2 separate regions of the Mus musculus genome follow, and region 1 is linked to region 2. The links are chromatin contacts, called in public Micro-C maps. All regions are on one chromosome and are shown on one strand. Each heading gives the region's core, a stretch centred on a gene start, on an enhancer-like site or on the middle of the called end of the contact. The rest is flanking DNA. Distances are from core to core; before and after follow the strand shown. Region 1 holds the start of Dock1 (dedicator of cytokinesis 1). Region 2 has its middle 120 kb from the start of Dock1.

Region 1 (2,713 bases), core at 212-2,711, 120 kb after region 2:
TTCTCTCTCACCTTCCCCATCCAGGAGCTCCTGGCTATTTAAGCTGCATTCTGGACGGGTTGATATAACTGCTCCAGGCTGGGGTGGCCCTGTCTACAGCAGGTAGGCACCTGACCTTTCCAATTCTAGTTGAGTTGGCCCCTCTCTGGCTCTGACATGCAATCTTACACAATGTAGCCTTCATTCTTTTAAACTTTCATTCCTTTAGTCCTTGAAGATTCCCAGGCTGGTGTCTTTGTCATTGTTTCTAGGATGCAAGAGAGGGCACACAGTAGAATATGCAATCTCATTTGCCCCTTCTAATAGCTTGCTGTGGACCCGAGGTCCCCTTGCACCCCTCCCCTTAGTTTTAACCTTTTCTTGGATTCTAATGAACGCTCAGGGTGTGTCTATGGGCAGGCCTTGAAGAAATCGGAAGTATTGCACTTGTGGGTGGCTGGCACTGGGTGAGTCTGAGACCAGCCTCCTTCAGATTAGAGTTGCTAGGAGCTGCTTGTTCTAAGCTGGAACTGGCTTCCTTTCTCTTCCCACTTCCTCTCTTTCCCCACTTCAGCAGGCCCAGTTCCTACTGAACGCCTCAAAGTTGCTGCAAACTAGGAGCCTCATTGTGCTGCTCCAGACCCTCAACACCCAAAGAGATCTGGGCTGTTAGAAACACCCAGGGGCTGCAAAGTCTTTTCCTAGGCTTCTCTTACCAGTGCTGACTGTACATCACCACTCCCATCAGCTACTAGGCACGCTCAATGCGCTCAGACCCTGGCAAAATGGGTGCCCACTTTGAATGAATGAATGAACTACGATGAACTCCTAGCTCTGCTCCAACGCTCTCCACCAGGTCAGAACTGGGGTTTCCGCACTTCACACCAGTGAGTACATGTGTGGTGTCTGACTATTTGTGTTAGATCCAGGCCTAGAGGGCTATAAGGATTTGTGGTGTGTGTGTTCGCGCGTGCACGCTTGTGTGTGAAAAGATAGCACTTTGTGAGGTGCAGGGTACAGTGTTCAGGATGGTGTGCGTGGTGTGTGTGTGTTGTGTGTGTGTGTGTGTGTGTATGTGTGTACCCTGTATGGTACAGAGTGCAGAGTGTTTGGGATGCTGGGTGCTCGGTGTTCAAAGTAGAGTGTGGGTAAAGAGTGCTGGATGCGGTGCAGAGTAGACAGTGCAGGGTGAGGACCATACAGTGCAGATTAGTAGGTGCGAGGTGCACGGTGTTTAGTGGAAAGTAGAGGATGTGAGTTGCACGGTTCCTGCAGCATGCAGGGCGTCCATGGGCTCCGGGAAGCAGCCTGGGTCCCTCGAGGGACCCGGCGGGCCGAGCCCCAGGGCACGCGCGCCTGGGCGGGCTACAGCCGGCCGCCGTCCCGCCTCTCGCCGGCGCTCCCGGCCTTTCCCATCCGGCCCGCGACGCTCCGCCCGCCCCGTCCCACATGACACCGCCTCCGCCGCAAACTTTTTCCTCCCCATCCTGTCGCGGCGGGGAAGGAATGGAAGATGGCGGCCTAGGCGCAGAGTTTCCTGCCCGAGCAGCGGCGGCAGCAGCGGCGGCTCCAGTGGGCTGCGGCCAGCGCCACCATGACGCGCTGGGTCCCCACCAAGCGAGAGGAGAAGTACGGCGTGGGTGAGCAGCGCGCCGCCCCGCGCCCGCCCCGCGCGCAACTTCCCCGCCGCGGCGCCCAGCCTGTTGCCGCGCGGTGCGGAGCCCGGCCCGCCCGGGGCTGGAGCCCGCGTGGGGAACCCGGGGACCCTCCGGGGTCCACCGTGCTCCTCATTCCCGCGCATTCGCTCTGTCGTAGTCCCGTGTGCTCCTGCGTGCGCGGGGCTCCCGGGGTCATTGTTTGTGTGCGTTTTGGCTTCTTCGGGAAACTTCTGTTTGGCATCCGGGACTCCGGGTGGACACTTTTCATTGTGCAGCGCTCGGATCTGTGAAGCCTCCTTTTCTCGCGTGAGGAGTGGCTGCGCCTCCCGGGTTGGGTCGGTGCCGCCTTTCCCGCCCTGGATGGTAGGGGACACTCAGGCGCTCCTGTGTCCCCGGGGCTCTGGAAACGGACCTCGAGGGCGGGGACCTGGTTTTGCCTTTGTCGCTTCCCTAGGGGGTAGAAGGAGTAGGGTTGCAAGCTTACTTTTGATCCAAGGAGTCCCGCTTTCCTCAATGGCCAGACAGTCCCAGAGCCCTGCAGACCTTGTCTCGCCCCCCAGCTAGCCCACATCAAAAGTCAGGTCTGTCTAGGCCTCAGGGCTCGCTGGCATTCCAGATTTGACCATTCCGTTTCCAGGCTCCTGCTCTCTTTTCCCTAAGGATCCTCTGACGCCCAGCCTCACCTGAGCAGAGACTCTGACTTGCAAGCAGGCATTTCTTGGGGATTTGCAAGCAAGCATTTAGGGGAGCTTGCTGCCTTCCACCCTAAGGGCTGCCTTGGGGCACTTTCTCAGCAGCTGTCTGTTCTAGGCATGCCTTCAGCACCGTCTTGCAGGCCTAGTTCATGTCCCAGCCCGCTGTCTTTGAAAGCTTCCCGGAGACTCCAGTCTACAAGGCCGTGTCCTTCCTTTGAACTCCAGTTACTTATTTCTGTAACAAGTAGGAGATGGTGGCCATGGGGGCAGGGCTGGAGAAGCCTAGGGCCCCTACCTCCACTCTAGGCCCACACCCAGGTTTGGAGGATTTTTCCCTGCGTTGTGAACACTGGAGCTGAGCTCCACCTGTGCTTGGCCGAC
Region 2 (3,179 bases), core at 542-3,041:
TAGTAGAATATTGACTTAGGATGAACAACTCTGTGCGCCATCTCCAGTGTCACATAGACAGGCGAGTAGACCAGGTGTCCCAGCCCTCCAGACGTAAAAGCAGGAAAATTGGAAGTTCAAGATCATTCTTGCCTACAAAGTGAGTTTGAGGCCACCCTGTGATACATTGAACACTGTCAGGAGGAGGAGGAGGAGGAGGAGGAGGAGAAATAGAAGTAGTAGTAGTAGTTGTTGCTGTTGTTTTAGCTGTTCCATAAACCTTAAAAACAGATTCCAAACCTGTGAGTACCAGACCTAAAAACCTCTTCAGAAGATTGTGGCTTATCCTGCAAGGCCAGTACCAAACACATGCAGGGCTGTTAGGTGCTGGGCACTTCCAGACCAACCACTGACATGACCATTTGGCAAGTGATCTTTGTTTTCATCATTGCCAAGACAGTTCTGCAGTCTGACGGAGTCCAACTATTTTTCCAGGGAACTGTGCAAAAGTAGCCTGTGTTCTAGACAGGCTGAGAAGCTGAGAGAATGTGGTACGCTGAGTTCATAAAGCTTTCAGATGTCCTGTACCCCATGAGGCAGCTCACATCTGGGACACATCTGTACTCATTTCTTAAGCAGAGTCAAAGACCATTCCCCAGTGGTTAGTGCAGCTAGAGCCTTCCCAGGAGCTCAAGAAAGGGAGAGGGGAAACTAGGTTCTTGGCACCATATCAAACTCTCCATGATGTCTTTTATACACTTTGACAAGCCTTCTGGACAATTAACAATGACATCACCTGGCCACTTTTAATCCACAAGCTTGGGGCATGGAGTGTGTGTGTGTGTGTGTGTGTGTGTGTGTGTGTGTGTGTGTGTGTGCACACGCGCGTGCAGAAATATGTCCTGCACATGTGGTAGGTGATGAAGCCAGTGTGGAATGTTTCTCCCTGACAGTGCTCGAGTAGAAATTCAGGATGCCTTCAGTGCTGTCTGGGGTCCTGCTTCGAGTGATTTCATCTGTTTCTTAAAATGCTCTGGAGATGCCCAAACCCAGGTATGGACTTCATTCAAGGTCACTTTTATAACATAAAGGGGAAAGCGGAGAAAACACAGCTGCTCTGAGCCTTTTGTATCTGATGCTGCAGCTTTCAATCCAGCCAAGAAACAAGAATGCTCACCATACAGCTATGCTAACCAATAAACTCATTTCTCTTCCAAGAAGCTGTTGCCACTCTATCTTCTTGCTGAGCTGCTGACCAGAACCTATCTTTGCACATAGAAATATGTGTTTGTGTGTTATTACATAAATACTATAAATACTGTATCTATTAGGTTGTAGCTTGACATGTTTGCCTTCCTTGTACTTCCTGGAAGAACTCCCCATACCAGTGTATATGAAGCAGATACTAAGAACTACAATTGAGTAGTCAAAGTCACACATATTTTACTCTTAAAAGGCCATGTCAAGTTGATCTCCTGAAATCCACAGGGGCTGACAGGACAGGCTGAAAAATTAGCTCAGAAGCATGGGTAAGCTGATTAACCTTTGTATGCCTCAGTTTCCTGACTTGTAATTGGACAACTGGTCAACCAACCCCTGCCTATGTCCCAGCAGCTGGGATGAGAACAAGATCAGACCTAGTGCGTGGCCACACTGGCGAAGCACAGAACCGAGTGCCAGTGTTAAGGATTAGTCACCATAGGGGGGTTTGGAAAAGGCAGCTGGTTCCAGCGCAGCTGCACTGGGCAGACCCAGGCTGTGGCCCGCCTGCTCCTGTTGCTGTTTAGAAGCCACACTGCTGCTTCCTCTTCGGCATTGTTTAACAGCTCCAGCCCTCCTCGGCTGCAGAATGAGCTGGCCCAGGCTTAGCCAGGCATACAAATGACTGTGTTTCCTTAATGGATTCTGAGCATGTGCACTGGCATTAATTTAAAGCCATTCATTGCACTTCTTATCAGGGTAAAGGACATTGGTGCATTTTACTGTTATCTTGAAGTTAATTTGAGGCTTTAAATATTTAAGTGTTTGATAACTTGTCGTCTGGGAGGGTGAAATACCATGAGAGGCTCAGACTGTATGTATTTATCTCTGGGTTAGATACGAGATTCCTCCCACTTCTCCCAAATAACACTGACTTGCAAAGAAGTCCTTTTAAAATTCATTTTCAGGCTATTGATTCTTTCAGAATGAAGATGCTCTATCAAGAGGCAAAGAAATTACTTCTGAATAGCTTCCTGTTCTATGGACTGTGTGGGTTGGAGCAGTGATGTATGCAAGTGTGCAAAGATACAGGTGGCGAGATGAGCTACGAGCATTCTAGAAGCAGCTCTCTAGTGGCCGTGTCCCATCCTTTTTGAGAGCCTTCATCCGGACTCAGTCTGCCATGCCAGATAAGCATGGCAGGGAGTTGGCCCTCCTGTTAGAAGACACATGCTTTGTGGTGTTTTGAAAGCGAGTTACAGCTTTCATGAAGCACCTCTTTTTCCCTAGTCAAATGTCCTTAGTACAACTCAACTTTCCTTCCTTCCTGAATGAATGAATGAGTGAATGAATAAATGAATGACTCAGAAGAGTTGTCAGTGACAGCTGCATTGTTTGGAACAGGATACATGTTCAGATGGATGCAGATTGATGGACTAAGTTTCAAGGTGAACTGTGTGCAAAGGAGAGTGTGCATAGCCCAAGCCAAGCAGAGTCACCAGTTGCTAAGGAATCCCTATGCATGCCAGCCTCAGGAGAGGAACTGTCCACCCATGCTTCATGCCAGCTCTCCCCCTCTCACCCAGTACTTGACCTGGGGCCGGCATCTCCTTCACTTAAAACAACATAGGAATTTTTGAAAGCATCTCCTTCAGACCTCAGTTTATAGTTAATTACAGAATACATGAGAGCATTAAACCCAGTTCCAGGCGGAGAGGTGAAAGCTGCACTATTGAAAAGAATCCATGATGTCCGTCTTGTGTAGAAGACCTCATGGGGACTAAAATAAAGAATAAAGCCAAACCTACAGCTTGGGCCCAAGGATGTTCAGAATGGGACTAGAGCCATGGAGTGCTCAAAGAAGTTCCAAACTATACAAAGAGGATGTGGCATTAGAAGACCTTGCACCTACGCATGTGCAGTAGAGAAATAAGGATGGAGACCAGAGAACACACAGCTGAGGGGCTACTTCAGAACTGAAATAACCCCAGGCAAAGGAC

What was found. A called contact is a pair of places that touch in the nucleus more often than the background predicts.
Region 1: a contact with region 2 is called in a Micro-C map of stem cell-derived neural progenitor cells, with 2.1 times the contacts expected there. The contact joins the promoter of Dock1 here to the enhancer-like site in region 2. A contact is called at or near these places in 1 of 39 promoter capture datasets (the 3T3-L1 cell line), 1 of 484 Hi-C or Micro-C datasets (stem cell-derived neural progenitor cells), 2 of 115 datasets of contacts at active chromatin or transcription factors (bone marrow-derived macrophages and microglia) and 1 of 9 other capture datasets (pancreatic islet).

What each region holds. Positions count from the first base shown.
Region 1 is chr7:134,669,226-134,671,938 of GRCm38.p6, forward strand. Dock1 (dedicator of cytokinesis 1) reads left to right here and starts at 1,462. Exons shown (of 52, transcript NM_001033420.2): 1 at 1,462-1,619. The coding sequence starts at 1,574.
Region 2 is chr7:134,548,835-134,552,013 of GRCm38.p6, forward strand. No RefSeq gene overlaps it. Among named protein-coding and RNA genes, the nearest start is that of Dock1, 120 kb to the right of the region's middle. Within about 2 kb of position 1,792, at least 59 of the 459 cell types and tissues checked have an H3K27ac peak or open chromatin away from gene starts, as enhancers often do. A contact at or near this core is called in stem cell-derived neural progenitor cells, where this site is marked.